2 separate regions of the Mus musculus genome follow, and region 2 is linked to region 1. A link is a contact called in public HiChIP or PLAC-seq data. All regions are on one chromosome and are shown on one strand. The core of a region is the stretch at or near the end of the contact, and the rest is flanking DNA. Distances in the headings are between cores, read along the strand shown.

What was found. HiChIP or PLAC-seq counts read pairs in DNA pulled down with a chosen protein or histone mark.
Region 2: a contact with region 1 is called in a RAD21 HiChIP or PLAC-seq map of pro-B cells, with 6 times the contacts expected there. The contact joins two enhancer-like sites. A contact is called at or near these places in 2 of 15 datasets of contacts at CTCF or cohesin (large pre-B cells and pro-B cells), 3 of 484 Hi-C or Micro-C datasets (the 63-12 cell line, the C10 cell line and large pre-B cells) and 3 of 115 datasets of contacts at active chromatin or transcription factors (bone marrow-derived macrophages, differentiating embryonic stem cells and large pre-B cells).

Annotation. Positions count from the first base shown.
Region 1 is chr1:6,405,672-6,408,371 of GRCm38.p6, reverse strand. No RefSeq gene overlaps it. Among named protein-coding and RNA genes, the nearest start is that of Alkal1, 48 kb to the right of the region's middle. Within about 2 kb of position 1,446, at least 58 of the 459 cell types and tissues checked have an H3K27ac peak or open chromatin away from gene starts, as enhancers often do. A contact at or near this core is called in the 63-12 cell line and pro-B cells, where this site is marked.
Region 2 is chr1:6,759,532-6,762,231 of GRCm38.p6, reverse strand. The region is part of intron 2 of St18 (suppression of tumorigenicity 18); the gene reads right to left. Among named protein-coding and RNA genes, the nearest start is that of St18, 31 kb to the right of the region's middle. Within about 2 kb of position 1,446, at least 51 of the 459 cell types and tissues checked have an H3K27ac peak or open chromatin away from gene starts, as enhancers often do. A contact at or near this core is called in the 63-12 cell line and pro-B cells, where this site is marked.

The sequences.
Region 1 (2,700 bases), core at 197-2,696:
CAAAGCCCACCTTCTGTGACATACTGCCTTCACCAAAGCCATACTTCTTGTACTGGCTAGTTTTGTGTCAACTTGACACAGCTGGAGTCATCACAGAGAAAGGATCTTCAGTTGAGAAAATGCCGCCATGAGATCCAACTGTAAGGCATTTTCTCAATTAGTGATCAAGGGGGAAAGGCCCCTTGTGGCTGGGACCATCCCAGGGCTGGTAGTCTTGGTTCTATAAGAGAGCAGGCTGAGCAAGCCAGGGGAAGCAAGCCAGTAATGAACATCCCTCCATGGCCTCTGCATCAGCTCCTGCTTCTTGACCTGTTTGAGTTCCAGTCCTGACTTCCTTGGTGATGAACAGCAGTATGGAAGTGTAAGCTGAATCCCTTTCCTGCCCAACTTGCTTCTTTTTCTGATTTTGTTTTTGTTTTTCGAGACAGGGTTTCTCTGTGTAGCCCTGGCTGCCCTGGAACTCACTCTGTAGACCAGGCTGGCCTCGAACTCAGAAATCTGCCTGCCTCTGCCTCCCAAGTGCTGCCCAAATTGCCTCTTGGTCATGATGTTTATACAGGAATAGAAACCCTGACTAAGACACTTCTTAAGCATGACAAACAGCTTCACCAATTGGAGACTAAATATTCAAACATCTGCATCTATGAGGAATGTTTGCATTCAAATCACCATACTAAGTACTACGGAGAAGGATCCGTCTTAGCCTCTGAGGTATGAGGTCTGCCAGATGGGGAGCTACTAGAATGGATCTATCAGCCCCACTTGTCAGAATATAAGAATATTTTTAAATGGTCTGAGAGTGTTTCTAATTCCTTCAAAAGGCAAAGAATAGCATGTAGACCATCCTTGTTGGACAATGAATCCTTCTAATTGGGGGCTCTAGGGATTTTTATGAGTTGCTCTCCTTGCTTGGTGTAAGACATAAGGGTGGGCTGCACAGGAAAGAGGGGCTGTAAAAACAGAGAGATGTCCCTGTTTGTTAGATGCTGTTCGGTTTATTTTGTTCTCCTAAGACCTAAGATCCCAGCCTGACTCCTGACTTTTAGTGAATAACCTAGATTTTAGTTCATTTCTAATGTTTACAAAGGGTACTTAGTTATGCCTTTTTGTTTTGAAACTTTAAAAAGACTCATTATGTTAAAAGTGGAATAAAATAAAGTTTTGTGGTAAAACAAAAGAGAGAGAAGGAGGGGTAGAGTCAGTACCAGAGAATACTAACTGCTTCGTGTGATGCTCCTGGCTTAAAATACTTATTTACAGTTTTAAAAGAAATTTCTTACCTGAATGAATGTTCTTGTACTTTGTGATTCAGCTATTGACTTCAAATAAAAGTGACGTCTTCAATAAAACAAAACAAGACTTCCAAGCCCCATATTGTACCGGGACACCTGTGTCTGTTCCAGCTGTCCTCATACCAACCACCTGAAGGTGCCAGCCTCAGTTAATCACCAATGTCCCTACTCCAGGTCATTTAGTCATCTCAGAAGTTGAACTTGAGTTTGAACTGGAACATAATTCCGAGGCCTCAAAATTTGTCACAGAATAGTCTCCCAGAGTATGGTCTCAGATGCTGCAAGTTGTAAACTAGGAAGTGATCTACTGTCTCTATTTCTTTGGGCTTCCAGGGGATTCTGACACACTAAAGTTTCTGAACCATTGCACATGGCGCTATGACTTCCCTAAGTCCTGTCAGAATCTGCTTAGCTCTTCTTTCTGAGAGCAAAAAGGTACTCAGAATAGCGATTGTTAAGTACTGACTTTCTGTTTCAAAATGAAACTACTAGCACAGAGAAGCCCATCTGGAGTTGTTGGTGGCCACAATGTTTCAGTGTTTTTAAGTCTGACAGCGAGGCGCCACCGTGTGGAAGAAAGATGACCCTACATTAAAAATAATTCCCGCAGTGATCAGTTGACTTCCCAGTTTTGTTTGTTGTTTGATCTTTATTTACCGCAATAGTTTATACACAGTGGGGAAATGATTTTGTAAAAATGAATAACTAAAGAAGACATTAAAAGTACACAAAACATACAATGTATTCTTAGAGTGTAATTGCGGTTTCATGTTTCCTCACATCTGTCTTCCTTCCCTCTGGGGCCAGTGACAACATGCAGACTAGCAGGACCAGGAGCTGGAGCAGCAATGTGCTGCACAACCGAACAGAAGTGAAATCTGCCTTCCTGGAGACCATCCCCTGTACAAAAATGTTTCCCTCTGCAAATGGCTTCCTTTGTCGGACTGCTGAAAAACAGGTCCATGTGCCAACAGAAGGAAGGAGCACGGGTTCAGAAAATGATTCTGACCCATCGACTTTCACACTGAGCTGTATCTAGTGTTTATTCAAACTATCATTTGTTCCATGTAATTTTCTATTTGTTTCATTTCCATCGTGCATAAAGAACTCAAATTCCAAACGCAATCTGAGGCTATGAATTACGTGGATGTTTAAAGACCTGTCTACACTTGCTTTTGTCTGCTTTGTTCTTTGTGCTTGTGTTTGACATCTTGGTGCCACTTACACAAGCCACAGTTAAGTGATGAAGAGCCAAAACCCTCAAACAATAAGTAAAACAGAAAACCTTTGATGTTGTCTTTTGTTTATTTACTTTATTTTTGTTTTGTTTCAAATCTAATTGAGACAAACCAACAAGAAGAAGAAATCACCTAGGTGCTGTCTGGTCACCCTCTCTGGTCAACATTCC
Region 2 (2,700 bases), core at 197-2,696, 350 kb before region 1:
CAGAGGGACTCAATATTTTTGTTCAATTTAGTAGGAAATTTTGAAATAGTGAGAGAAAAAGTAAAAGAAAGAAAGCATATTAGGCTGGACCAGAAAATTGCTTATTTAAAGGAACCTTAGTGAATGACAGAGGACATGTTGGCATCTTGTACCTATAATTTGGTTGGCCAAATTACAAGAAGAATAACATTGTTATATTACAAATTGTATTATTAATAATAATTTCATGATTCATTTTCTGTAGTATTAGGGATTGAAGCCAGAACCTTATGCATGGTAGGCAAGCACTTTACCATTGAGCTATATCCCTAGTCCTATTATGCCTATTATTACTCTTAGCCATCAAAAAGAAATGAGCCCTAATGAAGAAGCTGCAAGCAACAGACTGCTCCCTTGTTACCTGAGCTGTTCTGAAATGGCCAGCAGAAGTTGTTATTAATCCCACGTCTAGCGTTTTAATTCACTTTTCAAGGAAACAACCTGTTTTCCGTTTATTTTACCATCAAGTAACTACACAAGGCTGCATCTCCCCTATTTGGTTCTAGGGTGGGAGAAAAAAAAAAGACATTGAAAGCCAGGGTAGTGCACTTAGAATCCTAGAGAGGGCCCTGCTGTACCAATGCCACATGCACACATGCCCATGGTTAAATGTTTATAGTTGGCAGTTCTGACATTTTAAGTCACAAGCTTCCAACCTTCTTTGCAGGAGACTTTTGTTGCTGGCCTTTTACCTAGTGCAGTGTCCTGAAGCAGCAGCCTCTCACCCACACACGCCTGCTCCTTGCAAGCTTTGACCAGACACAAAACAGATGCTTTTTCAACTCATGTCAGCAACTGTGGCTGTGCAGAAGACGCAGGAAGCAAACTCTCACACACTGCCCAAGTAGAAGAATGGAAAAGTAGTACCACAGCTAGGGAGTTCTGATTTTGTGTTTGATCATAACTTAAAAAAAATGTTTTTGGCCTATTCTGCTGTGCTCTTGATAGAGAGAGTTCTGGAGCTTTCCACCTGCTTAGTTCCCTTTGTTTGCCACACACCAACCTAAAACAAAAGATCCTGGAAGCAGTCATACTGGTGAACAAAGCTCTTTCTAAATCCTGAAAGTAATGGCTTTCTGTCTAATGCCCTATCGTGTTATGTATTTATTAGCAATACATTTTCCATTTATTTTCTCAAAGATTGCCAATAAAGAACGGAATCGCATAAGGGAGTAGCTGTAAAGCCTCTGAGTTCCCTAATGTCAAACTCATTAGCATCCGAATAAGCACACAGCAGCACGTCATCTGCACAATCGCATTTTTTTACTACTTTTAATAGCGTTTCTCAAAGGGCTCATTTTCAACTTTCTTCAGTGGTTAGTTGGGTCTCCTGGGAGAAGGAGCTTCCTGACGCTCATAGTTTCTACTCTGCAGCCTCACCGCCGTTTGCTGTCAGATGCGTCAGCCCTCTGCCCTAACCCCATCTGCTGTGGCTTCCCTCCCTGGAGACTAGAACGGAGGCAGCACAGCTGAGATCTGCTTGAGAAGTGTTCAGAGGGTGCTGAGAAAAGATAAGTTTAGGAATAGGATTTGGCACACAAAGACCCAGGGTATGGAAGCAGAGGGAAACAGAAATGTGAAGCAGGGCTTCTCCAGGTCTGTCTGTCAGGTCTGAGTCCATCACTCAAGTTCCTCCCAGCTCCTCTGTGGAAGCCGACCACAGTCGGACAGGAACCTGGGTTCCTCTTTTCATACATATTCATGACACCTTTAAACCCCCACTTTTATTAAATGTCAATCCCTGAGTTTTAGAAATTATTATTTGTCACTCTTTAGCTGTTCTGTATGTTCCTTTAGAAAAAAACAAAACAGCTTTTCCCCAACTTAAATGCATAGTAGCGTATGGGGAAGGCACATTGTTAAGACATTACTCTCAGGTCTGGAGGCTTTCACCAAGGACCAAGGGCTTCCAGCAGTACTTCTTCGACTTGTTAGCATTCACTCACTTTCATGGAAGTCCCCACTTTTCTGAGAGAGTAACCTTAAAAGATGAAATTACATGGCAACCATGGTATGGCAGATTAGCAGCCCACACAGTGTCTTTCTAATTAATGACTTAGAAGTTCAAATATCTTAGCTACCTGAAGTCATCAGCAAATCCTCCATTTGCTGACTTCCCTTTTTTCAAACAATTAGAGGATGCCAGGCCTTAATAACTGCTTCATAGATAACTACCTGCTTCTGCAAACCTGTTACAATATGCTAAATATGTTACATTATTTAAAAGAAAAGAAATGTACATTTGAGATGGTATTTTGTTCTTATAGATGATTGGACCAAGAGTTATGATCTGTAAATCAACTCTGTCCCCCAAATAGAAAATCATAGGCCTACTTACAGTTTATTAAATATCCCAAACTAAATGAAAGGTAGAAAGTTTGACAAAGGGGCAAGTGATTTTCTCAAGTAATGTGTGTACGATGTACAACTTCCAGTTTAATGTGAACTCAATGCCATTTGCCAATGTGTTATAACTGGCATGACCTCACATTAAGTCACCAACACAATCGATATGTTCTAACATGAGCTCACTACCACCATCAGTGAGGTATAGCATAAAAAAACATCACTGACAATGTATTCTAATTACTATGACCTCACCACCATCGTCAGTGTGGTACAACTAACAACTAACATGAGCTCAGCATCACTGCCAATGTT